2 separate regions of the Culex pipiens genome follow, and region 1 is linked to region 2. The links are chromatin contacts, called in public Hi-C maps. All regions are on one chromosome and are shown on one strand. Each heading gives the region's core, a stretch centred on a gene start, on an enhancer-like site or on the middle of the called end of the contact. The rest is flanking DNA. Distances are from core to core; before and after follow the strand shown.

Region 1 (3,591 bases), core at 449-2,948, 310 kb after region 2:
GTGTTAATAATTTAAAACAGCAATCTACTTTTGTGTTACCGCCATATGGGGTGAATCGGGACACATGAGTCGAATTGGGTCAGCTGTTTAAGTCTTGTTACTGCACCTATCCCTATTCAGACTGTAATCCCGACTCGCCCCAGATGAAGGTAACAATTTTGAAAATTGAATTTCCAGTAGCGATCTCAAATTTATTAAACCAGTATGCGAAGATTTCTGACGATATCACAAAAGAAATGTTAACATTCAAACTGAAATTGATGCCTCAATAAAACAGATTCAATCATCCCAAAAATACACCACCCCTACACTGAAAATTCCAGCAAATTGACAACCGCTGCGCTGTGATGCCCTAAACCTGCCAAATTAATCAATCTCCCATCCGAAACAATTACCCAGCTCAAACATCGCAAAACCCCCACACTGACAGTGCTGCTGTCCGCCATGTCAACCCCAAAACAAAAAGAGCTCATTGTGCTTTTTTTCCGAAAACATCGAGCTTTTCGCTGGCAACATATTTCACACCACCCCAGTGCGCTATCTGCGCTGTGCAAGCGCTCTCAATTAGCATTAAAAAAGCGTGGAAATCAAATCCTGACTTTCCACCGCAACCGACCCCCGGAAACTCGCAATGTTATGCACGCTGTCGTGCTCATCACATAAGACCGAGAGCCTCAGCATAACTCACTCATTGCCATGCGAAATCTCTGTGTGTTATGAAAGAGCTTGTACATACCTCCACATTGTGCAGAATCGTTTGGCAGTTCTCCACCGGCACGTTATCCCTTATCTCGATGACGACATTTTTGTACGCGGATTTTTCTACATAAACTGAGCTGGCCGAGGCCAGGCTGGCGGCGGAAGCCTCCGGCCGGCTGTTGTAGGCCACCAGCAGCAGGGCCACAATCGTTGGGAGTAGCATTTTGTCGAATGCTAATCGCGTAGCTTTTATGCTCACTTTTGGTCAAACACAAGCGGTTCCGTTCGAATGTCAACGTTTTTGTTTTCAATTTTCCCGAAAATATAAAAAAAAAATCCAAGCACTATCACACGTGTGTTACTGAATCCCACGATTTTCTGTGTTCAATTCCGAGCGAAAATCCACCGGCTTACGAGCTTCACTGCTGCAAATACTATCGCGTAGACACTCATCATCCCGACGACCGCAGTGGAGCGCCTCTGGTTCGAGGAGTTGTTGATGTTCTTGCCACCCCTCCGCCTTGCTCTCACTCGGTTTGAAAACACTCCCCCGCGCACACAAACAGCCCACTCGACGAGGGATCTCCGGTGTTATTTTTAGGCTTCTCACTTGTTCCACAGCTGTTCCCAGGCCAGGTCTCGTGGTTTACCGCTGACCCAAAACCAAAAATCAAATAACACACCTCAAAAGCCGAACCACACCGACCGCGGTAAGGTACACCTGAACAATTCCAGCAAACGACTTGCTCTGGTAACGAGTTGCGTACGCAACGTATCGTATCTGTTCAGATTCCTCCCAGCACACGCAAAAATGTGTTACACTTCAAGAAGCTGGAGATTCTACTGCAGCAGCAGCACGTGAAAAGCACCACGCGACCACAAATTCTGCGCCACGCCACACCACACTTGTCTTCTCCTCCCGAAAGATCTTCTCTCACTTCAAACCAACCGCGGTACTGTGGTGTCGAACTCGGAGTAACGAGGGAACGTCCAAACGCAACGAACGTCAACTGCGGACTAAACCGAGCCAGCATAAGCATCTTCTTCCTTCACCCGCGACGACGACGACGATAAAGTGCTGCTTGTGGGTTATGCAAGGTTTACGGATCGGGTGCGGAAAGCAGAACATGGGAAAAACGGTTCATCGCCGAAGTTCACCCGAAGTTGCTGCGGATGCCGGCCGATGAATCGGTTTGTTTTGATTATGCTTTCGATGGCCCGAAGGTCGTGTGCGGTGTGTGTGGGAAGAAGGGATGACTAACCAACGGCGTGATAGGGTTCACTGGGCTGGAAATGACCTCCGGTATGTTGTACGTTGGGTGTAGCTAAGGACGAGCTCATGTAGCGTTCGGGATGAAGTTATGCTGCGCGACATAGAAGAAGAGGAGAAAAGTTATGCTGCGCAGACAACATGAATTCTAACTGGAATTACATGTTCTTCTAACAATGCAATGAATGAAACGAAGCTTCATAATCTCACTTCTAAATTCAAATCAAATCTAACAAGAATAATTCACAACTCTCGAAAAAACAGGAATAACCTTCACATTTTTGAGCAACACTTTATTTTGGGTCTTAAGCTTGCACATTAGGGTGCCCAGAATAAGGGACTTTTTCTCCAAACCTCGCTCCACAAGCTGATTATTGTTTCTTAAGCTATTTTAGGACTCTGGGCCAAATATGAGCAAAATCGGTCAGCATTTACCCATTGATACTCGAAGGTGAAATTTGTATGGGAAAAATCGAAAAAATGTATGAAAAACCCAATTTTCTTACGGGTTTGTCTGTAGGGCGCGCTACTTCCATCCAAATATTCCAAAAAGTGAGATACTTATTGAAAATTCAATGCTCTACAACTTTGTAGAACATACCAAAGCTGTAAAACTCAATCCTAAAAAGTTATTAGCGATTTAAAAATGTCATTTTTGTATGAAAAACTTTTTTTTCACCAACTTTAGGCTCGAGTATCAATGGGTTAATCTCAACCAATTTGGCCCAAAATTTACACTGATGCTTAAAATAACTCAACAAACTGTTTTCCGCTTGTGGAGCAGGGGCTCATTTTTTCTGGGCACCCTATTGCACATTCATGGCTTCGTACAAAAATGGTACGTAAATATTCGAAAATCTGCATCCCATGGAAAAAAATATCTGATCGATTTCTTGTCTTGGGCCAAGTTGTGAGTATTTTTTTCCCAAAACCGCTTTTCTATTTTAATTTATTTTATTTTATGTTTTAAGGGACAAAACCTGCAACTTTTGAGCTGTAAATCAAACGGCTTAAAAATGTTGCTGTTAAGAAGAATGCCAATTAATGATAAAAAAAAAAGTTTTGTTTAGAAATCTTATTAAAACTTTTTTTTTTACTACTGTTTTTAATGTCAAATCAAATTTGCAATTGAAAAGAAGTTTTGATAAAGTGCGCCGTTTACGAGGTATAGCCCCTTAATGATTAATTTACCTGGACTAAATCCTGAATTCGGATCTGCCAGTTGATTTCGCCAATTATCAAAGGGAGCGGAGATATTCAAGATGGCTTCCAATATGGCAAATGAATGAAAAAAACAAACACCATAAAAGGATTTATAAGTTCAATCAACTAGTAAAATTTAATTAATTTTGGGGTTGCTGAACTCGAATACCCAGTCAAATCAATCGAAATTCTGTAACGGAATTCAATTCGAATCTTTTACGTTTTCCGTTTCAAACGCAACAACCGGTACGTACATGGAATCGGTTGTTGCGTTTGAAACGGAATACGTAAACGATTCGAATTGAATTCCGTTTCAGAATCCCGATTGAGTTGACTGGGTATGAGCCCTAGAATACTCCAAAGTACTCAGGGAATGTGCAATCCAAGATGGCGGTCAGTATGACGAAGCTAGAAAATTT
Region 2 (3,592 bases), core at 741-3,240:
CCGATGAATCAAAGGGTATTAAATATGTATTAAAAACCCCTCAATTCAAAGTGAATGTCAAACCTTTTTTCCTTGTTGTTTTAATCAATTGGAATGATAATTATTATTATCATTTATGTAAATAAGGCTAGTACAAAATCGGCCCGAAAAATCAGGGAGCAAAGAAAAATTTTATTCAAAAACCTTCAAAATTTCAATGGAATTTTAAGTGCAATCAGTTAAAACCCCCTAGAGGGTAACAATAAAAAACAATCTATTGAACAATCCGTTCAACGAATATCATATAAAACTAGTGTACGATTTTATGTTGCAATCGTTTGCTTTACATCCAAATCTAGTGCTGAAATTACCATATTAATCATTTCATAAACAAGATTTATGCTGGAAATCCCTTTTAATTGCACCGCGACCCCAAAAGATTTTGTCCAAGCAATAAAGACGATAGCCAAACAGCACCCAGTACGACCAGTAGTCGCAAAGAATAGAGTTTTCGTGCCAACGCAACATGAACGATTGCTCGACATCTGAGGAATTTTCGAGCATTTTCCCTGGGATTATCGCCAAAGATTTGATTTATTCCAACCCAAAGCCCTCCCTCACCATGGTTTCAAGGAGAAAAGCTAGGATTCTTTCACTCGTACTAACCTCTAGATTGTGCAGGATCGATTGGCAGTTCTCCACGGGCACATTGTCCCGTATTTCGACGACCACGTTCCGGTAGGCCGACTTGTCGATGTACACCGACGAGGACGACGAGGACGATCCTGGCACCAGGCCTAGAACTGTCACTAGCAGCAGCAGCTGAAGCCAGCAGCTCGGTGCTGGCAAGATGGGGCCCCTTCGAGTCATGTTCTTCCCGGTGGATTCTGTTACACTCACGAGTTTCGTGTCACACTACACGTCGCCGCTGGAAACTACACACAACTCACTACTTTCGTGTCAGATTCTTTTCGGTTTCATCAAAGCAAACGCTGTGTCGTTGTAACTGGCTGTGGGCAAAATCGATAATCCTCCGACAAAGTTGGCCAGGTTTTGTTTGAAGAAAGTCACCATGGAAACCTGACGAAACCTCACCACGGAACGAACGGGGTCCGTTTTAGCGTTGAATCCATCGAGGGTTTGTTTTGATTTGTTATTCTTCGCTCTTCGCTGTGCTACAAACAACACTTGGATGGTGGAAATCACAACAACACGCTGTTGTAGAGTTGGGCACTATTCGGTGGCCGACCGTGCTTAATCGGCGTAATAATCCGCCAAAAATTGATGATTTTACACATTCGGCGCTGGTTTGTAGTGAATTTCGCGCACACGCGCCACTTTTAGGGCCCGCTACGAACCGCGTACTTCACGCTCCAGTGGGCGCTTCCGGGCCAGAATAATTGGATCTATATTCATGTACCGTACCCGCGGGCTTTAACGTGGCTTGACACTTTCGTTTCACTCTACTTTGCGCCGTATACGCGACGTTTTTTTACCGGCGTTTCACCTGTGGCCAGGTGGAACCACGCTGGATGTTTATGTTTTTATTTTGCTTATCAGTTATTACCACTATAGGTACGTTCCGTTTTTTCCCCCAGTGTTATCACAAGTAATTTCCTCAGTAACTTCAGCGAAGCAACGAACCTCTCCGCACTTCACTCATCTGTCAGAGCCGAACTAGAGCTCCCCATTTAGAACCGTTTCACACCAGTGATGCCCCCACGGATCCACTCCCCTTTGGACCACAAACCCGGTTCTATTCTTTCCCCGTAACGGTCTGGTGGACACACAACGCACACTGTTCCACCAAAACAATTCTTCTCCGATTCTACAATGCTGCTACTGGCCTTTTTTTTGTTTTGCCGGCGAATTCGTTACGTGCACGCGCGGCAGAATGAATCGCGCGAAACAAACGAGCGCAAAATCCTTAGCGAAACGCGCAATACACGTGCACTTGCGACGGACGTCAACAGCGAACTAAACGCGCGCCGAACGAAGCAGCCCGCAGTAGGGAGAGTAGTAAAAAACATTTAACCCACCCCTCGCGGATCCACCCCGCCGCAAACCCATCAGAAGTTCATTCATTCACTGGAGAAGAACAGAGGCTTTAGGAAACGTGCGCACGATCGCGAATGAACTTGTGGGTGAAGACGGAGAACCGGTGAGCAGAGAACGACGCGTTTGTGCAACATTGGAACATGAATGAACGGCGCATGAAACGAGTTCATGCGGTGTTCGGGTTTGCTTCGGGTGAACAAGGAAAAATTAGGTTCATGAGTGGAATGTAATGATGAACATGTAGCAGCGGAATGCTGCACAGCGCGAAGATGTTGCACTGTGATGAATCGATTGTAGCTTCCTGTTGGACCATTGAAATGAATTTGATCGTGACAAAACGACAACTTCAGCTAGGAATGCCACCGAATCTGCTGACCCATCAAATTGACGCCGAGCTACTCAATGACTATGAGTTTTGCGTGACTTGCATCGGACGTGATCAAACTGTGCAATTCGGTGACAATCGCTATATCGCTCTTAATTCGACTCTACACAACAGGTTAAATCGTTTAACGTCGTCGCGTCTTTACGATGGGAATGAGAATATCAGCAACCAACTACAGCTGTTCAATGGAATCAATGGCGCATTAACTGAGATAGTTTATTTTATCGCGCAAACGTTCGCTCTAGCCAAAATCTGATCTTTATTGCGAGTTAGAACGAACGCAATTGGAATAGATTAAGCGCGATGGTTTTGAACGGGGTTGACAAGTTTTGGGAAAGAACGACGCGTGTTTTCACACGAAAGATGTAAATGGGATTTTCAAAATGTTACATTTTTAGCGAGGAATCACTGATGCTTTTTGAAAGCTGAGCAATTCCCTTTGAAATTTGTTGATTTCGTGGAATTATGTTTTTTTTTTAATTGGTTGAAACTTTATGTAGAGTTTCCCTTAGACCAATTAGAACATTTTTCATAATTAGTACGCTCGTCCAAGTCTCCATACGAATTTGGCAGCTGTCCATACAAAAACATGTAAATATTTACATATTTGAAAGTTTGTATTCTTGGAAAGAATTTTCTGGCCAATTTGGTGTATTCAGCAAAGTTGTAGGTTGCTCTTAAAAATACCTATTTTGTAAAACCCCTTTTTTTGTTATAAAAACTCATATTATCAAATAACTTCATTTTTTTACAGCCAAAAATGGCAACTTTTATTTGTCTCACTTGAGCAAAATATTTTTTAAGAATAACTAATTAAAAAAAATGTTAATGTACTCCAAAAATTCTACAACTACAAATCTACTCTGTTAAATAAAACGGATTTGTGTTAGTAAAAAACACAGCCAGAGTAGACACCTAAAAGAAAATAATTTTTAAAAACATTGGCAAAGTCACATAAAAAAGTCAAACTTCCAACCCTAAAATTTTATAAAATTTTATGAGTTCTTCTTTCCAATGCTTTTTAAAGATCGAAAATTGGTTGAAATTTTGAAGGGGGGCGACATTTACTTTGTTGTCAGAAAAAGGCAATAAAATTTCCTGAAATTTTTGTACGTAAAAATTAAATAAAACGGTCTAAACGTCAGTTTTTTTTATTTTTGGCAGAATTTT

The links. Hi-C and Micro-C count contacts between places; a contact is called where the count stands out from the background.
Region 1: a contact with region 2 is called in a Hi-C map of whole body, with 5 times the contacts expected there. The contact joins the promoter of LOC120427909 here to the promoter of LOC120420711 in region 2. A contact is called at or near these places in 2 of 3 Hi-C or Micro-C datasets (whole body and whole pupa).

The regions. Positions count from the first base shown.
Region 1 is chr1:107,684,943-107,688,533 of TS_CPP_V2, forward strand. LOC120427909 (calcium-activated chloride channel regulator 2-like) reads right to left here and starts at 1,699. Exons shown (of 3, transcript XM_039592849.2): 1 at 737-1,699. The coding sequence starts at 922.
Region 2 is chr1:107,374,260-107,377,851 of TS_CPP_V2, forward strand. LOC120420711 (calcium-activated chloride channel regulator 1-like) reads right to left here and starts at 1,991. Exons shown (of 3, transcript XM_039583806.2): 1 at 646-1,991. The coding sequence starts at 849.